2 separate regions of the Rattus norvegicus genome follow, and region 1 is linked to region 2. A link is a contact called in public Hi-C data. All regions are on one chromosome and are shown on one strand. Each heading gives the region's core, a stretch centred on a gene start, on an enhancer-like site or on the middle of the called end of the contact. The rest is flanking DNA. Distances are from core to core; before and after follow the strand shown.

The links. Hi-C and Micro-C count contacts between places; a contact is called where the count stands out from the background.
Region 1: a Hi-C map of mammary epithelial cells shows a contact between it and region 2, with 3 times the contacts expected there. The contact joins the promoter of Txnrd2 here to the promoter of Ufd1 in region 2. A contact is called at or near these places in 1 of 12 Hi-C or Micro-C datasets (mammary epithelial cells) and 1 of 1 datasets of contacts at active chromatin or transcription factors (oligodendrocytes).

What each region holds. Positions count from the first base shown.
Region 1 is chr11:96,071,036-96,073,735 of GRCr8, forward strand. It overlaps Txnrd2 (thioredoxin reductase 2), which reads right to left and starts at 1,440. Exons shown (of 18, transcript NM_022584.3): 1 at 1,301-1,440. The coding sequence starts at 1,412. Comt (catechol-O-methyltransferase) reads left to right here and starts at 1,336. Exons shown (of 5, transcript NM_012531.2): 1 at 1,336-1,502.
Region 2 is chr11:95,688,070-95,690,769 of GRCr8, forward strand. It overlaps Ufd1 (ubiquitin recognition factor in ER associated degradation 1), which reads right to left and starts at 1,354. Exons shown (of 12, transcript NM_053418.2): 1 at 1,257-1,354. The coding sequence starts at 1,259. Cdc45 (cell division cycle 45) reads left to right here and starts at 2,109. Exons shown (of 19, transcript NM_001105866.2): 1 at 2,109-2,174; 2 at 2,322-2,381. The coding sequence starts at 2,124.

The DNA of each region.
Region 1 (2,700 bases), core at 190-2,689, 380 kb after region 2:
CACATGTGTGCCAGGAGCATGTATGCACCTGTACCCATGAACACACTAAATAAATACATGAGTCAAATATAAATATAATACTTTTAAATGGCCACACCTGTTTTTGTCTCCACCTTAAGTAAGCAAGGCTGCAGAGAAAACCCTGGGGCTCCCATATACCTCAAGGTTACTGGCTTGCACCCCACCACAGAAACACACAGATGAAGGTCAGAGGTGGCCCATGGCTTGCAGCTCCACATCTGAACCTATCCCAGGTTCGAGTCCCTGAAAAGACCTGAACAGTTACAAATTATTTGATGGCTTTGATGTGATCCTAGAGAAAAAAAGAGGTGGCAATTCAGCCCTAGGGAGGACCCTGACAGGCAGAGCCACAGATAGGAGGTCCTGTATCTTTACCCTAAAGAAGGATCTTACCTTCCATTGCTGATGCCTATCCTGTCTATTGCCTGAGTGGGGCTCCTATTGGGTCATCCTCCTCTGAGGCCCTACACTGTGCCCTCTGCCTGTTTGCTATCAAACTATTGGTAGGGCTGGCTTATCGTGGGCCACTTGCTTTCTCCCACTGTGCACACCCAGGAGCCTCCTCTCTGATAAACACTTAGAGGAAGCCCACAGTGAAAGTTTCGAGGGTCAGTATGAAGAAGGATATGAGAAGCCTACTGGGGTGGGTTTGCTGTCCTACAGAGCAAAGCCTAGGCAGCAGATATCACAGAACACCTCAGCTGGGTGGTAGCTTCCTGGAGGAAGCCCTCGAATTCTGGCTTTCATGCACTGTGCTTAGGCCTACTCCTTCTGCCCACATCTCTTCTCCAAGAAGTCTCTGCTTCATCTTTGCCTCTGGACTCAGTGTTCCTGTTTTGGTTCCTTTCTATTGTCTGGAACAGGGCAAGCAGAGAGCAGGAATCTAATGAACACACTAAATGGATGCTATGGGGTCTAGGGAAGATGCCATCTACCATATGACTCCGGAGCTCACTTTTTTTTTTTTTTTTTTTTTTGGTTCTTTTTTTTCGGAGCTGGGGACCGAACCCAGGGCCTTGCGCTTCCTAGGTAAGCGCTCTACCACTGAGCTAAATCCCCAGCCCCCGGAGCTCACTTTTGCGTCCAGTTCAGCCTTGCCCGCTGTCCTTTTGGAGCAGGAGTAGACCCCCCTCCTAACCAGAACACTGGTCTCGTGATACCCGGGCCTGCGCGGGCACGCCCACGCGGACACAGTCCAGCAGAGCCCCGCCACCGCGACCCCCTGTGGACACTCCCACAGGCGCCCTCTCCGCGTGCACCGCCCACGACCCCACCCTACCTCCCGCTGCGCTCGCCGCGCCCGCCGCGCCCCGCGTCCCGCGTGTTAAAACCCGTGTCTGCGGCCGGAAGCGCCCGCTGGATCCGCGCAGCGCCGCCACAATCGCCGCCATGGTCCGGGGGCCTTAGGCGGTTAGGGCTGCCCTTCGCGCTGCCTGAGCCGTTCAAGCGTCGGGATCGGACCTGTGCGTGGCCTTGAGGAGGTGAGTGCTGCGGCCCGCGCTTTTGCACCGCCCGGAGCTCAGACCCGGGGTTGGAATCTGCAAACACGGAACTGGGACTGGGCTGAAGGATCCATACGTGGGAACTGGGCTGACCTAGGGGAGCGCGAGCCAGGGCTGGAGAATGTAGACACTTGTAAAGGGTCTGATCTGGGCTGGAGGTCGGTGAAGCGAGGCAAGTCTCCACACTTCTCACAGGGAACTTGAGTATTAGTGCTGGGGTGGTAGATGTCCTTCAGTGAGCCTGTGGAGTTGGGCTTAACCTGGACAGGATGTAGCACATCCAGGGCACGGCCCATCCTAAGACGATCTGACTTAGTTCTTGGATTGGGATGCAAAAATTAGGGTCAGAGTTACAGGACCCAGGGATGGTCAGTGGAGTTGGAAACTGTTGAGCAATCTCCTCAACAGGTGTTCTCTGAGAGAAGCCTTAGGATGCCCGTGGGTCACTCCTTGCAAAAGAATAGGTTACCCCACGGAAGGGAACCTCTTGGAGCTCAGGGGCAGTGAGGCAGGAGCACTAGGACAGGCTTTGGGTGTGTGCTAGAGTCGCATGGGGCAGTGTTATAAAGTCTTCCAGCCAGAGCCTTTGGGTCCTTGTTGGCCCTCCATGCATTAGGAGTACAGTGGGAGCTGCCATGACTACTTGTAACCTCTTTTAGGGGTTTGTGGTGAGGTGAGGCCCAAGAGGACAGCTTGTCACAGCACTATCCTAATTAATGGCTGGGCAGATTTTACTGGGGAATTGCTGAACGGTAGGGGACCAGCTGAATCACCTCCAATTGAGCAGATGTGACAAGTGGGTATGGTTCCAGGGGAACAAAGGGGTGCAGAATCAGTGAAGGGAGCAGTTAGAAAAACCAGGGAAGGGAAGGGTGGTTTATGCAGGGTTCACATGGGTTTGCTGCTGGTCTAATTCCCATGCTCCCACAGAAGCTGGGACTGGGAGCTTCTGGCTTTAGCTGCAGGAATTCAGTTCGACCATCTTGAGTTTTCTCAAGCAGACACTCTGGGGTCTGAAGATGCCCTAGGGATACAGCCTTGAGCTCTCTGAGATAAGGTTAATGTCTAGGTCTTTAGAAGGAGCTCAGCCTTCTCGTTCAGCGAGGGGGATACTTTTCCAAGGAGGGAGACATCCTTCCTACTGAGCAGAAGTCCATTTTCTGTTCCGTGACCTTTT
Region 2 (2,700 bases), core at 104-2,603:
CCATCTGGCTTTTAATACAATCCTTTTTCTTTTCCAGTGAGCCTCCCTTGCTCTGGTAGGCTTCAGGGTTGGTGCTTCTCCAGATGTTCCCAGCACACAACAGACATGAACACTGTGTATCAAACATTGTCTCACACCAGCCAGCAAAGTCAAGACATGAGGGACTACATCCAAGATTGCCTGCTGACCTTCACATGCACAGATGCGCACCCAAGCACAATGACTCACGCACCCAGCGCCGGGCCTCTATTCTCAGGCCCAGGTGCACACCAACACCCTCCTCCAATAAATTGCAAAAGATGATTCTTCAGTTACTAGCACAGAAGTAGAACTGTCTGACTCAAGTCTTAGGTGTATAACCCACAAAACCCTTTTTGAATGATGGGTTAGGGGGTGTGTGCTCATCAAAGCTCCTTCTCCTATGCCATCCATCTAGCCTACTGCTTCTTCTTGAAACATAAACAACATACACAAAGTATTGCCACACTCCTAATAGTATCTTTCCAACTCATCCACCCATGGGCACCTGCTCCTCCTTCACCGCTTCTACCATCCATGTTTACTTCCTTTAAAGCTTGGATGCCTAATACATGAAGCAGTCAGTGCCGGCATCAGTAGTCAGTGCCAGTGAAGCATCATTGCAGCCAGATGGACTTGACTTCCAACCTCTGTGCCTCTACCTCTCAGAGTTTTAGTTCTCTCGGTTAGTATAATAACTACCTATGTTCCATGGGGAATGCAGGAATTAAATAAGTGTACGTTGATAGAAAAAAAAGCGCCCCAAATATTACCTATTGCCATTATCGCAACGTGAATGAACACAACGTGACATACATCCTAAAACATGATCTCTACTAAATAAAATGCCGGGGAACTTTGGCAAAGCTAATGGTCCTTCGGATTCTCCTCCCTCGCACCACTCTCCAAGAACTCTCCAGTTAACTTCGAGTTCATGGAAACCTGTTGCGTGTCGAGAGCACTTATGAGAACTACCGACATAAAGGAACAGGTTCCTTTCTACTCTTCAGGGCTGCAGTCCCGCCGAAAGGCATACGAGTCATGACTCGGACAAGCTAAGAAGAAAAGAGGCGGCTCGTAATTATGGATACCACTTGGGACAGAAGCGCTCCGGACAGTGGAGCCGGCCGATACAGGCCCGGGTGACTCGGCACCTCCGCCACCAGGTCCAGGCCCTCCCTGCCGAGCGCCAGGGGCAGCTCTGGCATCACCCGGCTCGCGATCCCCGGCCAGCTCACCATGACTGACAGCGCTTGGTGATGCCGCTTCTTTTCCTGAACCTTACAATAGAAACCCAGAGCTCCCTCTTCGCAGCCGAGGCCACCGCTCTGAAGCCCAGAACCCGCGAGAGGCTCGCCGGAAGTGACGAACGGAGGGGGCGGGGTACGGAGGCCTGGAGTCAGCAGCGTATAATCAGAAAGTCATGGAAAGGCCTGAGGTTTGAAAATTATTTAAAGTAAACATTAAAACACTTGATAACTGGTTTCACAAGACAGCGATTACTTAAAATGTTTAGATAGTACTCCCTCCCGAACAACTTGATATGAGTACTCCCTTCCGAACAACTTGGTAGGGTCCGTTCTCTTCACTGACTACAATACCCAGAATGCAGCTAGAGCTTCCGGCGTTGACCCCGCCATCATGGATTCGGGCGGAAGTAATCTATAGCTCACTCTAATTCGACAGTGTATTGAGAACGTAGTTGCAGCCTTCAAACAATGTGTAACTGAATTTACTTTATGTCTAAGAGTATATTTTTCTGACTATTCCAGGGTCAGATAGTAGACATTCCTTCCCGAAGTAAAGATGTCCGCCAAGCGTAGAGGGCTTTGGGTAACTGGAAGTTAGCGTCAACACGAGCAACAAGGTTCGCAGCCGGAGTAACGATGTTGCTTCTTTTTGCGGGGCGGGCGGATCTTATCCAGCTGCGAATCGCAGAGCATTATTGGCTGTCCCCGTAGGACCCAATCAGAAAGGAGGAAAGACTAAGAACTATTGGCTGCTGGCGTGGACCAATCGGAAGAGCTGTGATTTGGCGGGAGTCTTGAGGACCTCCGGGCTGTCGGTGTCTCAGCGCCAGCTCTAGGTATCCGGCCGCTGTGGCTATGTTCGTGACCGATTTCCGCAAGGAGTTCTACGAGCTAGTCCACAACCAGGTGACTCCCGTCCAACGATCCTGATCAAAACTTTATCTGAGGGGAGGGATGAGGGCGAGTGTCCGTGGATGGGCCGGGAGGTCAGGGTGTTGCCACAGACTTTGGTGTCCCTGTACTCAACTCATCTGTCGGTGTTCGCTTCTACAGAGGGTCCTTCTCTTTGTGGCCTCGGACGTGGATGCCTTGTGTGCTTGCAAGATACTTCAGGTGAGCTTTGAAAGCCTTAGGAAGATAGGACTGAGGCGAGAGGTGACGGGACAGGGTTGGCCCCAGCAGGAGGCGGGGCGCAGAAGGGGAGGGACCAGAAGAAATAGACAGGAGGTGAGTTAGTCAAAGGATCCTCTGACCTATACCGAGACTAGAGAAGTGTCGTGCAAATGGTGAGACAAGTAAATAGTGGTCTTTACCGTAACCCAAGTGAAAAGGGTTCCACCTCTGAAATCTTTGAACGTGTAAAAGATGGAATCTGAGATAAGGAACGTGACAGCTGGGCGTGGTATCATAGCCAGTGCTGGAATTACCGGAG